2 separate regions of the Sus scrofa genome follow, and region 1 is linked to region 2. The links are chromatin contacts, called in public HiChIP or PLAC-seq maps. All regions are on one chromosome and are shown on one strand. The core of a region is the stretch at or near the end of the contact, and the rest is flanking DNA. Distances in the headings are between cores, read along the strand shown.

Region 1 (6,810 bases), core at 4,198-6,697, 44 kb after region 2:
CTCTGGGCTCAACCCCAAGGCCTGTGGAGACCTAGGAAAGCCTCCCCTCAAGCCCTCATCCTTCCTTATCAGAGACAGGAATCCTTTTTTTTTTTTCTTGCCTTTTATGCCCACACCCATGGCATATGGAGGTTCCAAGGCAACACCAGATCCTTAACCCACTGAGTGGGCCCAGGGATCAAACCCGCAACCTCATGAATACTAGTCAGGTTCATTACCCCTGAACCACAACGGGAAATCCAAGAACAGCAATTCTTAACATGAAGGCCCCTCATTCCTAAGGGACCCATGAGAAGAATTCAGGGAGGCCTATGAATTTGGGTGGGGAAGAAATTATACCTTTTCTTTCATTTACATTTACACTTTCAATACCGCTCACGGAAAGTCAGCATTTCCTTTCATTATATATTCTAACCCACCATCATATGATTTTTTCACCAACAGAAATTACAGGCATTTTCATGTCACATTAGGACAGATGTCTACAAATATTATTTACATTCATCATTAATTTAAAATTAGAGTAATAGTAGTTGTCAGACCTGCTGCAGATCACCCGTGAGGGCATCCTTCCTGTCTACAGGCCCTCGTGCAAGGTAGCTGGCCAACTCTGAAGCAACTCAGCCCTGTAACTGTTCAGCTGCCCAAGAGCCAGTCCCCCTGTGCTCACAGGGGCAATTCGGATCTCTGGTGCCCCCTTTCCTCCCACAATTCTCAGGTCAGACCTCTCCCCACCCAGCTCTCTCTGCCTCCCCCCAGGCCCTCCTTCTTGGAAGCCCTCTCCAGCCACCTTAGCCTAGCTTTGCCCACACAGAGCTCTTTTAATCCTTAACCCACAGGATCCACCCTGCTTGGTTTTGTGCTTCATTAAGCTTGTCCATTACGTTTTATTTCATATTCTCTAAATATATATCCCCGCCCCCACGCCCAGACTAGACTTCTTTGGTAGCCTTAAGTTCTTCCATAGTACGTAGCAAGCAGCAAGCACCTCACTGGACTTGTGGGTTGAACAACCAACCAAGTCAGGGTCCCTGACTCAAATGTCCTTGCCTAGGTCCACCAGTGACCCACTATGGAACTTCTGTGAAGCCTCTCTGGACATCAGTTTCCTCATACGTCAAATAAGTAGGTTGGGAGGTCTGCTGTGGCACAGTGGGTTAAGGATCTGGCATCATCACTGCAGCAGCTCGGGCCGCTGCTGTGGCGCAGATGTGATTCTTGGCCTGGAAACTTCCACATGCTGAGGGTGCGACCCCCCCAAAAAAGTAAGTTAAACTAACTCATGTTTCCACTGCTCAATTTCTGAACGAGGCAACCACTTTTGATCTCCTCAGATCTGAGAAAAATTATGGGGGAAACGGAAAGGCCTCCCCCAGCTCTCCCAGGCAGGGTTAGTCACTTGCTGCTCTGGGCCTCCCCAGCCTTCTGTATGTACGGATCCTACCGCTACTACGGCGCTTACCACACCCTTCTGAAAGAGTATACAGCCTAGTGGCTGAGGTGGAGGTGGGAGAAGGCTCAGACTGCCTGGGGTCTAATTCTGGGGCTCGTCCCTGCTGTCTGTACAGCCTTGGGCAGTCACCTGACTGCGCTAAGACCATTTCCGTGCTTATAAACCAGGGGTACAACCCAGCACACAGGATGGTTCTAAGAATGAAAAGGAATAAAATGTTTGGAATCGTGCCGGCCACACGGTAAGCACGGAAAAACGCACGTTGTTACGACTGCTGATGTCACTGGTGTCAGTAGCGTCTTAGCAGGGGGGTCCCTGCGCTCCTCCCATCACCCCCCACCCCACCCTCTGTTTCCTCCGTAGCGCTTACCACGGGGTATTGATTGGTGGCTTGTCGAGCTCCCACTAGACTGTAAACTTCATGAGGGCAGGGGACGTCACTGTTTGGTTCATCCTTAAATTCCAACACCAAACACAGTGCCTGGCCCAGAGGAGGCACTCAAATATTTGCTGAATAAACACCACAGGAGCTGGTGACATCACCAGCCCGAGCCGCTGCAGTGATGATGCCAGATCCTTAACCCACTGTGCCACAGCAGACCTCCCAACCCACTTACTTTGACGTATGAGGAAACTGATGTCCACCATTCGATGCTGAAACCACCTTAAGGGTGACTGGCCAAGCTGGGGTGTGGCTGCAGAGGCTGTCCTAGCTGCTCTACGATTAGTGGGCCCCTCTGCCCATCCCCCAATGCCAGCCTGGGCCAAGCCCCACCCACCTGCCCTTGGCCCCAGTCCAGTTCCGGGAGCCACCCTCAGCTAAAATTAGCATAGCCACCAAGATGGCCAGGCCATTTATAGCCCTGGAGGCAGGAGCAACCAGCTGGGTGGGCAGGCGGGACTCCGGCCTCCCACTCCACGAGGGGTTGATGAGAAGTCCGGCCGCGCTCCGCAAACTGCCAGCATATCTATCGTCCGAGCCCCGGCTTGAGCTATGCTGAGTCAAAGCAGAGTTCCTGATGAGAGGCCCGCAAGCAGCTCTGGCAGTCACCACTCCAGACACACCTGCGACCCCTCACACACGTTCTGCGGGACACACGTGGAGTTTCTGCAGGCAGTGATTCCAGCGTCTAAGGGAAGTTCCGAGCATCAATTCCAGGCCAGTTTCACAAGTGCAGACTTCAGGGTAGCACAGTCAGGCACAGATCTTTTCTGAGAAAGTAACTGAGCACAGCTACATGTACAGGCATCAAAGAGCCAGGAGTGGCCTCTCCACAGCCTAATGAGAGGGTCTCCTCGCAGAGCATCTGCCTTCACTGGAGGGGCAGACCTTTAAAATAGGCATATACATGCAAGGAGAGAAAAAAATGCATATACCTCTCCAAAGAGAGAAAAATTCTCTGGACCCCCCCCTCCCAGAAGACTCTGCAGAGGAGAGAAAGCCCGCCCTTTTCTCGCATCTCTGCTGCAGAGTCACCGGGGCCTACCTAACTCGCCAGAAGGAAGCAACGTTCTCTTGGGCTTGCCCAGTGCACCTCTAATGGGGGAGGAGGGGGGCCCTAAGAAGATGGAAGATGGAAGAGGTCTAGGACTTAAGAATCGGAAAAATGAGCACGGGATCCAGTTTCTTCACCAGCAAAAATGGTGATGGCATCACTTGCCCCTCATTCTAAAAGGACAATTTTGAGACTTTTGTAGGAAAACCAGCTGAGAGACTGTAAAACACAAACTTTAGAGAACACACAAATTGACTAAATATGTTGAATCTGATTCCAAAAGGTGGCAGCTTTAAGGGTAAGTAAAACACCTGTGTTCTGAGGCTCCAGAGGGACAGGAAAGGCTACAAGAGTTCCTGGCTGCACAGGAAGCTCTTCACCAAACCCTTTAGCAGAGCCCAGTTCATGAGCCTAGGCCACCTCTTTGCAAAAATGAGTTCCTATCTGAGTCACAGGCAAAGCCCCAGACAGTCCTAAGGGGACAGTCTACCAAATAGCTGCAACTGGGGCCTCCAGGTTACCCCAAACCATAGTCACTTCCAGCACCAGGGTCTCTGAGACTTCCTGGGATTCAGTATACGGTGGTGACAAACTAATTTCTGAACTGAGAGGAAGAAAGAAAAAAAAAAAAAAAAAGAAGGCTAAGTAGGATAATCCACACAGCCAGGCCCCTACAACACATGGAGGGCTATTTCCATAAGCTCGAATCAGGAGCGTTGTAAGGGATGTTGGAAGGACCTACGGAAGGCACACGAACACACACGAACAAATCTTCCTGATAGCTAGCCAACATCTAACTTCAAAACGTCTTCCTTTTCAGCGTGTGTCTAAAATATAGAACACATTCCCCCCCCCAAAAAAAATATATGTATATATATGCACATTTTATGTCAGGCGCTCATATTACAGGGTGAAAAAGGGACATATTATCAATTACAAACAAGGATGTCACTGGAACAGCAGAGATGCTCCTTTAGTCTTTTTCAAAGTTTGACCTACATCTGCCTACCAGTCCTCCCCTTCCAAGCATTGAGCTGGGTGTCAGGGGCCAAGGAGACACTGTTTGGAGAAACAGGATTCACAGGCAAGAAGGGCCCATCTTCAAAGCAACAGCCGAGGTACCATGCTGGTACATTGGGCAATGCTGGGCTCACTTGGAAGCCAGCACCTGGGGTACCTGCAATCATATCCAGCCCAGTCAAGGAATTTAAAAGGGGGGTTCCTAAGAAAGGGTCTATGGCCAAAGCCAGCCTCTGCATCCGTCCACGAAACTTCCTAGCCACCACGACCTCCACTTCCTTTTCCTCCCTGTCATCAACAGATACTGACTCCAGCTCGCCCACCCACAGAAAGAACCCAGCTATAAACTCTCCTCACTCTGAGTTCACTGCTTCTGGCAAATCCCAGTGACAGGGTGAGAGACATGGGAATACGAAACTGAATTCCTTCTCAGCCTTATGTACAACAAGTCAGTTTTATTTTTTTTTTCAAATGGTTTTTATTTTTTCCATGATAGCTGGTTTACAGTGTTCTGTCAACTTTCTACTGAACAGCAAAGTGACCCAGTCACACACACACATATACGACAACTGGATTTTAAACGTGCTCTGCTCTCCTGCCACAGCACTCCAGGGCTCCTGCTGTTTGACAAGGCTCCCTGGGTGCACAGGGAAAACCAGGACAGATCGAAAATACCGTAGAATTCCTACCCTCATCAGTCAGAAGAGAGAGAATAAGCCAACAAGTGGTCCCAGGAATTTTATCACGCCCGTTTCAGGAAAAGGCCATTGAACTCCACGGCGGTAAGTCAGAAACCATCTAAGGAACGAGCTGCTTTGCTATTTCAAAGGGGCACAGCTAGGAGACAGCGGATCACCTAGGGGAAGGGAGGGACTTGGCTTCCCACACTTACTGGAATAGCCCGGCACACCTCAACACTACGTTATGGAGTAACAGAGCTGGCCCGGTCCTGGCTCTCCCTGACCAACCCAAGCAGCCTCAACCTCCCTGTGCTGCCAAGTGCTGAAACTGGCCAAGAGCAACAGCCTTATCATCCGCGCAGGCCACCCTCGCAGTCAAGTCGTCCTGAGAAGGGGTCTTGGCCTGCTGACCTGCAAGGCCAAGCTACCCCAAAGGCAGACCTCCTTTCACTGCCAACAAAGGACACCCTGAGGAGGGATGAGTGAAGTTGTCGGAGAGACAGAGAGACAGTAGTCACGGCTCCTGAACAGAAAGAACTCCTTGGACTACTAAGAACAGCCAGTGCCATGTGTGGGGCCTCCATCCACTGCACATGCAGAGACCCAGGGTTCAACTTCCCCACTTGGGCAACTCAGTTCTTGCCCGTGGCAAGGCCTTACCTGCTGCAGTGGACTCCTCAGAACCGGCCCCTGAGCCAGTTCCGGTCGCCTTCTCGCCGTGGCTTTGGCTGAGGCTCTGGCCGTGATGCAGGAGGAGCCCCCAGAGGAGCCACAGGGCGAGACGGGCGCACACATCCATGACTCCCGGTCTCAGTCACCATGCGCCGGCTCTGGCCACCTCGGGATCCCAGAGGCAAAGCCGGGAGCCCCGGAGTGCAGCCGACGGTCCTGGAACCCCAGGCAAGATGCCCTCAAGGTGCCGCAGCTGTCCAGCCACCCGCGAGTTGGCCTCCTCTGGCAGCCAAAGGTCAAGTGCTCCAAGTTTGGGCGCAGGAGGAGGGCCGGCGCCTCTGGTCCAATAGTGGGTCCGCCGGAGCTGCGACGGCCTGAGCGCCCTGTCGGCTCGGGCCGCTTCCGGAGAGTTTGGGCTGGGTGGCCGCGGAGCGGCTGTCAGCTCCGCAGCGGGCTACACCCCTGCGAGACGGGGCGGGCGGACAGGACGACCTGCGGGCACCGGGGTGGGGGAGGGAGACAAGAGAGGGAGAGAGGGGGGCACCTGGCCGCGCCCCGCCGAGCAGCAGCGAGCAGCACAGGTTCGAGGAGGGCGTGCGACTCCCAGGCCCCCGCGGGTGGCTCGGGGATCCCAGGCCTCCTAGGCCGAGGTCAGCGCCCCCGCCCAGTCCCGTGCCCAGGCGCCCGGCAGTGCCCAGGTTCAGCAGGCGGACGCGCACGGGCCAGGCCCGGGACAGAGGCTCGGGAGCGGGCGGGCGGGCGGCGCGGGGCGGGCCCGGGGCGGGCGGGGGCGTGCTCTCCGGCAGGCCCGCCCCGCGCCGCCCGGCCCCCAGCGAAGCCCGGGCCCGCCCCAGCGCCGGGCTTCTCCCGGAATAACCTGGGCAAGGCAGCCGCCCGGCGCCCCCGGACCCCCGCGGGCGCTCCCGGCCGCTGGCCCGCGCGGGTCTCGGCCAGGACCGCTCTCCCCCGCCAAGGCTCGGGTCCCGGCCTCCCCGTCCCCCGCGAGCGTCTCCCCCGCGCCAACCGCCGGCGGAGGGACCGGCGGGCCCCCGGCACGCAGTCGCTCAGGTAACCCAGGCCCGCGGCGACAGCTGCGAGGATGACAGTAGCAGCCCGGCCCGGATCTCTGGCTCCACTCGCCTCAGCTCTAGAGCCAGGCTGGACAGAAGCCCTCAGCACCACTACTGCCGCCCGGGGCTGCGGCGGCGACAACCGCCGGGCCTGCTGCGGCCGGGGGCGCGCTCCCAGCCCCCCACTCCGGACAGGCAACCGAAGCTCCGCCCTCCCGCCGCGCCTCGCAGCCAATCGGCTTCCTCCTCTCTGCAGCTTAGGAACCCGCGCGCTTCGTCACCCCGTGCGCAGCGGCCCCTGGCGGGCAGATCTGGGTGCTGCAGTCGGGACCCGGGCTCCTTGGGTGGCCCTGCCCCTTTGCGGAGCGTTGGGGAGAGGAGCGAGGACCCGCCCCGCCGGAGGCCCATTAGGGCCTGTT
Region 2 (6,659 bases), core at 1,232-3,731:
CAGACATGGCTTGGATTCGGCATTGCATGGCTGTGGTGCAGGCTGGCAGCTGCAGCTCCGATTAGACCCCTAGCCTGGGAACCTCCATGTGCCACGGGTGGGGGGGACCTAAAAAGACCAAAAAAAAAAAGAGAGTACACTATAAAATACATAAAGTTACTGCTACCCCAAAATAGACAGGACCCTGAAGTAGGAGAGAATGCAGGGCTACGTGAACTACGGAAATGACACTGTTTTCTCCATCAGAGTAAACTTGCGGGCAGGTCAGCCTGGATTCGGATCTGAGTCTGCCTGACTTGAAGCCTGTGAGTCTCCATCCATTATTACACCTCGTCCCTCGACAGCTGCTCACTCACAACGCCTCTGTGGAGCTGCAGGTGCATGTGCGGCCCAAGCAATACAAGGAAGCATGAGATTTAGTCATCTCTGCCTCCACGGACGCAGTATTTGGTGATACTCACTACCTGACAGAGGGAATGGGGAAGCAGGAACAGAGAGGGGGTGGGGGAGCCTCGGGAGCTCAGGGGGCCCCCCCAGTCATTTCGGAAGGGGAAACTGTTAGGGAAGGCTTCTCAGAGAAGTTGGTGCCTCCCTTAGTCTAGTGATGAAGAAGACCTGCTCGGCATCCCTGTGGTGGCGCAGCGGAAACGAATCTGACTAGCATCCATGAGGACACAGGTTCAATCCCTGGCCTCGCTCAGTGGGTTAAGGATCCGGCATTGCCGTGAGCTGTGGTGTAGATCAAAGACACGTCTCGGGTCCTGCGTTGCTGTGGCTGTGGCATAGGCCAGCGGCTATGGCTCCAATTTGACCCCTAGCCTGGGAACCTCCACATGCTGCAGGTGCGGCCCTAAAAAGATTAAAAAAGAAGAAGAAGAAGACCTGCAGGACCTGCTCCAGAAAGGGGGACCGGTTTCTACAGGAGGACACCTCCCAGCCTATCCAACGAAGATGTACAGAGAAGAGAGGGGTGTTTATCAGCCTCAGCGTTTCCAAGGGCCAGCCAGAGGGGCTTCAGGGAGCCCACCGGGTCGGGGTGCTCCAGAGACCAAGTTACTCGACGGCTGCCTTCCTGGAAACAACCTGGCAGTTTTTACTTTGACAGAACCTTAGGCCTGAAAGGAAAACTTTGAAACTTCCCTGATGATAAGAGACCCTGAAAGCGCCTGGCTTCATTTGTCCATACAAGCTGAATATGGAAGAAACACGAGTTAGACAATGACAATTATCATGGCTGACAATTAATGCGAGTTTATTATCAGTCAGGCAAGGAGCTAAATGTTCAACAGGAATTATCTCATCTTAACCTTCACAGCAGCCCTGTGGGGTGGAGAATACGATTATCTCTGCCCGACACAAGGAAGTAGGCTCAGCAAGGCTACTGACTTACCCAAGTATGACCAGCATGTGATGGGACCCAGGGCTCAGGTCCTTCATCGCTAGACTAGCCAAGGTAACAAACCACTTCTCCAGGAAGCCTCCCCCGACAACTCGCCCTACCACCAAAAATCAGGGCGCCCAGCTCCTACCGCCCCATCCCCCTACCCTCTGTCCCCACTCCCTCTATCATAGCTGCGAACATCACCAAACTATGGGTTTCGGGAAAACAGAGGTTACTAAATCTTAAGCTTCCTTACATCCCTGGTACCTAGCACTGCATCTGCAGCTCAATAATGATTTTTTTAAGAATAAACAACTGCCAGAGTTCCCGTCATGGCTCGGCGGTTAGCGAACCCCACTAGCATCCATAAGGACTCGGGTTCAATCCCTGGCCCCGCTCAGTGGGTTAAGGATCCGGCGTTGCCCTGGGACTCTCCACATGCTGCAGGTGCAGCCCTAAAAAGACAAAATGACCAAAAATAAAGAAAGAAAGAAACAACTGTCAAAGAATATAGTAATGATGGAAGGAAAGAAACAGACTTCAAGGTCAAACAGACTTAGATGGGAATTCAGGCACAGCTACTTCCGAGCTATGTGGTCTTAGCTATCACTTGACCGCTCTCAGACTCAGACTGGTAAAATTTTCTTTCCGAAAAACTTTCAGAGAAAACGAAGTTAAGCCCCTTAGTGCCTTTTGCACATAAAAGTCACTCCGTTCCATTTACCATCATCCTCCTTCCCGCTGGCCTCCATGTGTTGGAGAAAGAGCCCTAGTCTGGGAATATAGACTCTAATTAGCTATCGTCTTAGTTACTTCTTTCTGAGCTTCACTTTCCTCATCCGCAGTGCACAGAACTGCTGGTTCGGAACAGATGAAATAAAATGTGCCTCAGGGTTAAAAAGCACTCACAGACAGGAGGGCTTTCGGTCACTCCAGCCGCCCAGCGTTTAACCAGCCCCACTGCATACGAGGGTCCCGAAGCCCACAGAGGCGTGAGCTCTCAGAGACCTAAAACCATAAAAGGAGGGCGTATCTGCACTGTCACCAGGGGAAGCAGCCAGCTGCACCGAGGAGCCGAGGGAAGACGCTGCCAAGTGGCTTTGCTCCAGCAGTCCCCAGCTAATTAAGGCCTCACCCCCTGCCTGTCTGCCTGTGACCTCTGCAAAGGCTAGAGAACACCAAGTCCTCCGCGGACGCGCTTCTCCTGGCCAGAGTGACCAGGTATTGCCAGCTAAGGACCAGCCAAAGCTTCTGCTAAGAGGTTCCTGCCCTTGGCCTTCCTTAAAGGCCTAGCAAAGAGCCCTCGGCCTGTCCTGGGGTTATGAGTTTAGGATTCCTAAGAGCAGCCCTAATAAACACGGCTACCAGGACCCTGGGTCTGGACCACGTCCCATGTGTCACAACTGAAGCCAGTGCAGCCAGGCCCTCTGTGCAGACGAGGGTGTCTCCGGATGCTGGAGAACAGGGCAAAGGCGAAGAAACGGGTCTTCCCATTCGCAGCTGGAAGCGTTCAGTCGTAGAGGCTCCCAAGGCCGTTTTCAGTCATAGAGGCTCCCAAGGCCGTTTTCAGGCTCTTCGGGCTGCACAGGCCCCAGGGACTTCACCACTTCCTTTGCTCACGGAAGCAGAACTCTCACCCGGCCCTCGGGGCGACCGCCCCCACGCCTGCGCCTAGAGTTAAACTGTCACTCCATCCACCTCGCTCCTCAACAGGTCAAACACACGGGCCCTTTTTGTTGTAAGGGTTGAACTGCTGGGTGGGGAAGGACTACAGTCCTTAAACAATACCCAGGAGGAAGTAACGAAGTTTAAAAAGTCTTACAAGTTAGTTACAGTCACAAGTTCCCGCTTCCCAGTTCCCGGTTCCTGCTGTAACTGCTGCGCTTAGAGAATAGCTACGGTCCAACAGCTCCCGAACTTTTACATTTTAAACAATGTAACCCTCTTCTCCAAAGGCAGCTCAAGTGAAACCTAAAGAGGAGTCTTGGTGTCTAATTAGGTCTAATCTCTAACAATGGATCTAGGTGGTAAACATCAGTGGCTCCTAAAATCATTAGGCAAAAAGCGGATGGGAAGTATCTGAATGAACAGATCAACCCTGGGACACCTCGAAACAGTCTGAAAACCACTCCTGAATGACAAGGAATACAGACACCTGATGTTAAAAGAACCTGGCTTCACATCTTGACTGCCTTAATAGCAGTGTGACACCTTAAAAAAGTTGCCCTCTGAGCTCCAGCTCACTCTTGCGCAGACAGGACTACCTCTCAGGATAGCGACGAGGATCAGAGAAAAAACGGGGTTGAAATCCCTTATATTCTAAAAGTACACAGGACCGTTATTATCGGGACCGTGATGGAGACAACGTGCCCTTTATTCTTGACGGCAGTCGCTCCACCCTCAGCCCACCAGAGTCTTTAAGCCAGTCTCTTCCAATCCTCAGCAAATACACGGAAAATTCTATGAAGACATGAGAGGCAGCAGGACGTAAGGTTCTCTCGGTGGGCAACCGCTGTGTGCCCCACCAGCTTGGGGAGGGGGATGCGAGGGGGACAGCTGCTGGGAAAGTGCCCTAGAGATTATGGCAAATTCATCCTCAGCCTGGGATCTAGGTCTCTTAACTATAAGTCCCAAGTGACCAAAAAAAAAAAAAAAAAAAAAAAAAAAAAGCTCCTTGTGATGAAGGCCGCCCATTACCGGGAAAACTCTGTTAATGACAGAGTGTGACCGCCTAATCCTGACTCAGAAATAACAGGACCTCTCCCTTTTCATCAACACTTTATCTTCTTTTCACAGTTCCTCATGTTCTGGATGATTCTGCCTATAAATAAAGGTCATTTATTGAGAAATAACTCGACATTCTCAGCTGTGTTTATTATCACCAGGTTTTCTTTTCAAAACGCTGATCCAGATTTTAACCAAGCATATACAAGCTTTAGAACTTCCTAACAATACTGAGCAATGAGACACCTCTCCAAGGCGGCTTTGATGCTAAATGAGCGAGAAAGTGAAAGTAAACAAGCAGACTCAACCGGCTGCTTATTTGGGCTCCGTGCTCGTGTCCAAGGTCATTCACTCGCTGGACAGGTTTCTGTCCTGTGATGCCATCCACTGCCAGCCAAAGCACCAATCAGCACGAGCAAACGAGAGCTACCACATGGCACTGGCACAATTAAAACCAAAAGCAGAGACACTTTAACTGTAGGTAAATACACAATTTCCATGAGGTTTACTGAAATGCTGAAGTCAAATTATTAATCCAAAAACAAATACGTACTAAGCATCCCTAAGACCTTATACCAGCTAGGCACTAGCCCATGGCCTCAAGGGACCATGAGGGATTCACACAAATAAACTCCTTTACTGCCTTCACAGATCTCTAAATTTCCACAGACCACAAGCCACCAAAACTGTGTTGGAAGGATGACATTTTTATTCCCTTGTGACTACCAATGACTTATGAACAGGCAGCCTGCTTTAAGAAGTACCTCGTGGGTACTTTGGGTGTGGGGAAAAGGGAACCCTCCTACACTGTTGCTGGGCATGTAAGCTGGTGCATCCACTGTGGAGGCCAGTATGGAGGTTCCTCAGAAAACTAAATAAATATAGAACTACCATATGATCCAGCAATCCCACTGCTGGGCATTTAAACATAATTCGAAAAGATACATGTACCCCAATATTCACTGCAGCACTACTTACAATAGCCAAGACATGGAAGCAACCGAAATGTCCACAGACAGAGGAGAGGAGAAAGAAGATGCGGTACAGGAGCTTCCCTTGTGGCTCAGCAGGTCAGGGACCCAACACGTTGTCTCTGTGAGGATTCGGGTTTGATCCCTGGCCTCACTCAGTGGGTTAAGGATCCAGCAATGCTGCAAATTGCAGTGTAGGTTGCAGATGCAGCTCAGATCTGGTGTTGCTGTGTTTGTGACACAGGCCACAGCTGCAGCTCTCATTTGACCCCTGGCCGGGGAACTTCCATATGCCACAGGTACAGCCATAAAAAAGAAAAAAAAAGAAAATATGGTACATATGTACAATAGAATATTGTATTGTATTGTACTGTATTGTAGAATATTACTCAGCCATAAAAAAGGATGAACCATGGATAGACCTAGAAATTATCACACTACATGAAGTAAGTTAGACAACGACAAATATCATATGAGATCACTAATATGTGGAATCTAATGAAAAATGATACAAAACAAATTACAAAACAGAAACAGACTCAAGGATTTTGAAATCAAACTCATGATTGCCAAGAGGAAACACGGGAGGGCAGGGAGGATAAATTACGGGGTTGGGACTGGCACACACACACTACTATACATAAAACCGGTAGGTAACCAGGACCCGCTGCACAGCACAGGGTAACTGTCTCGAAACTGTGTAATCACCTACATGAGAAGAGGATCTGAAAAGGAACGGCTGTGTGTGAATGTACAACTGATTTACTTTGCTATACACCTGAAACTAACACCCCTTTCTAAGTGAACTATACTCCAATAAAATGTATGTACAGTGTACTTCATCTATTCATTTAACATAGACACAGAGCAGTTATGGGCCAAACACTGCCTAAGCACTTTGCAAATATTACTTCTTCAACCTTATAACTGCCTTGTGAGATAGATGCTATTATTACCCTCATTATTCAGATAAAAGGCACAGGCTAATTAAGTAACTTGCCCAAAGTAACACAGCTAAGGAGTTCCCGTCGTGGCGCAGTGGTTAACGAATCCGACTAGAAACCATGAGGTTGCGGGTTCGGTCCCTGCCCTTGCTCAGTGGGTTAACGATCCGGCGTTGCCGTGAGCTGTGGTGTAGGTTGCAGACGCGGCTCGGATCCCGCGTTGCTGTGGCTCTGGCGTAGGCCGGTGGCTGCAGCTCCGATTGGACCCCTAGCCTGGGACCCTCCATATGCCGCGGGAGCAGCCCAAGAAATAGCAACAACAACAAAAGACAAAAAGACCAAAAAAAAAAAAAAAAAAAAAAAAAAGTAACACAGCTAAGAAGAGAGCCAGTATTTGAATCCCGGCAGAGTTTGTGCTGTTCCCCAACCCATGACTCGGAGAATCCTGGGCCCCGTGACTCGGAGAATCCTGGGCCCCGTAGGAATGAGGCCCCTCTGTACAGGGACTCAGCACTTGACTCTTCTTCACAGCGCTCCTCAGAGTTCTAATGGTTTGTTTAAAAACCATCTGCCTCACTAGATTATAACTCTTCACGGACAGAGTTGAGATTATCTTTTTACCACTGTATTCCCACATCC

What was found. HiChIP or PLAC-seq counts read pairs in DNA pulled down with a chosen protein or histone mark.
Region 1: a contact with region 2 is called in an H3K27ac HiChIP or PLAC-seq map of skeletal muscle. The contact joins the promoter of STIM1 here to the enhancer-like site in region 2. A contact is called at or near these places in 3 of 5 promoter capture datasets (fetal liver and liver), 17 of 47 Hi-C or Micro-C datasets (alveolar macrophages, blood, fetal liver and 8 more) and 2 of 2 datasets of contacts at active chromatin or transcription factors (alveolar macrophages and skeletal muscle).

The regions. Positions count from the first base shown.
Region 1 is chr9:6,263,976-6,270,785 of Sscrofa11.1, forward strand. STIM1 (stromal interaction molecule 1) reads right to left here and starts at 5,448. Exons shown (of 12, transcript NM_001130974.1): 1 at 5,310-5,448. The coding sequence starts at 5,448.
Region 2 is chr9:6,223,075-6,229,733 of Sscrofa11.1, forward strand. All of the region lies in intron 1 of STIM1 (stromal interaction molecule 1), which reads right to left. Among named protein-coding and RNA genes, the nearest start is that of STIM1, 43 kb to the right of the region's middle. Within about 2 kb of position 2,482, at least 42 of the 83 cell types and tissues checked have an H3K27ac peak or open chromatin away from gene starts, as enhancers often do. A contact at or near this core is called in alveolar macrophages, fetal liver, liver and 4 more, where this site is marked.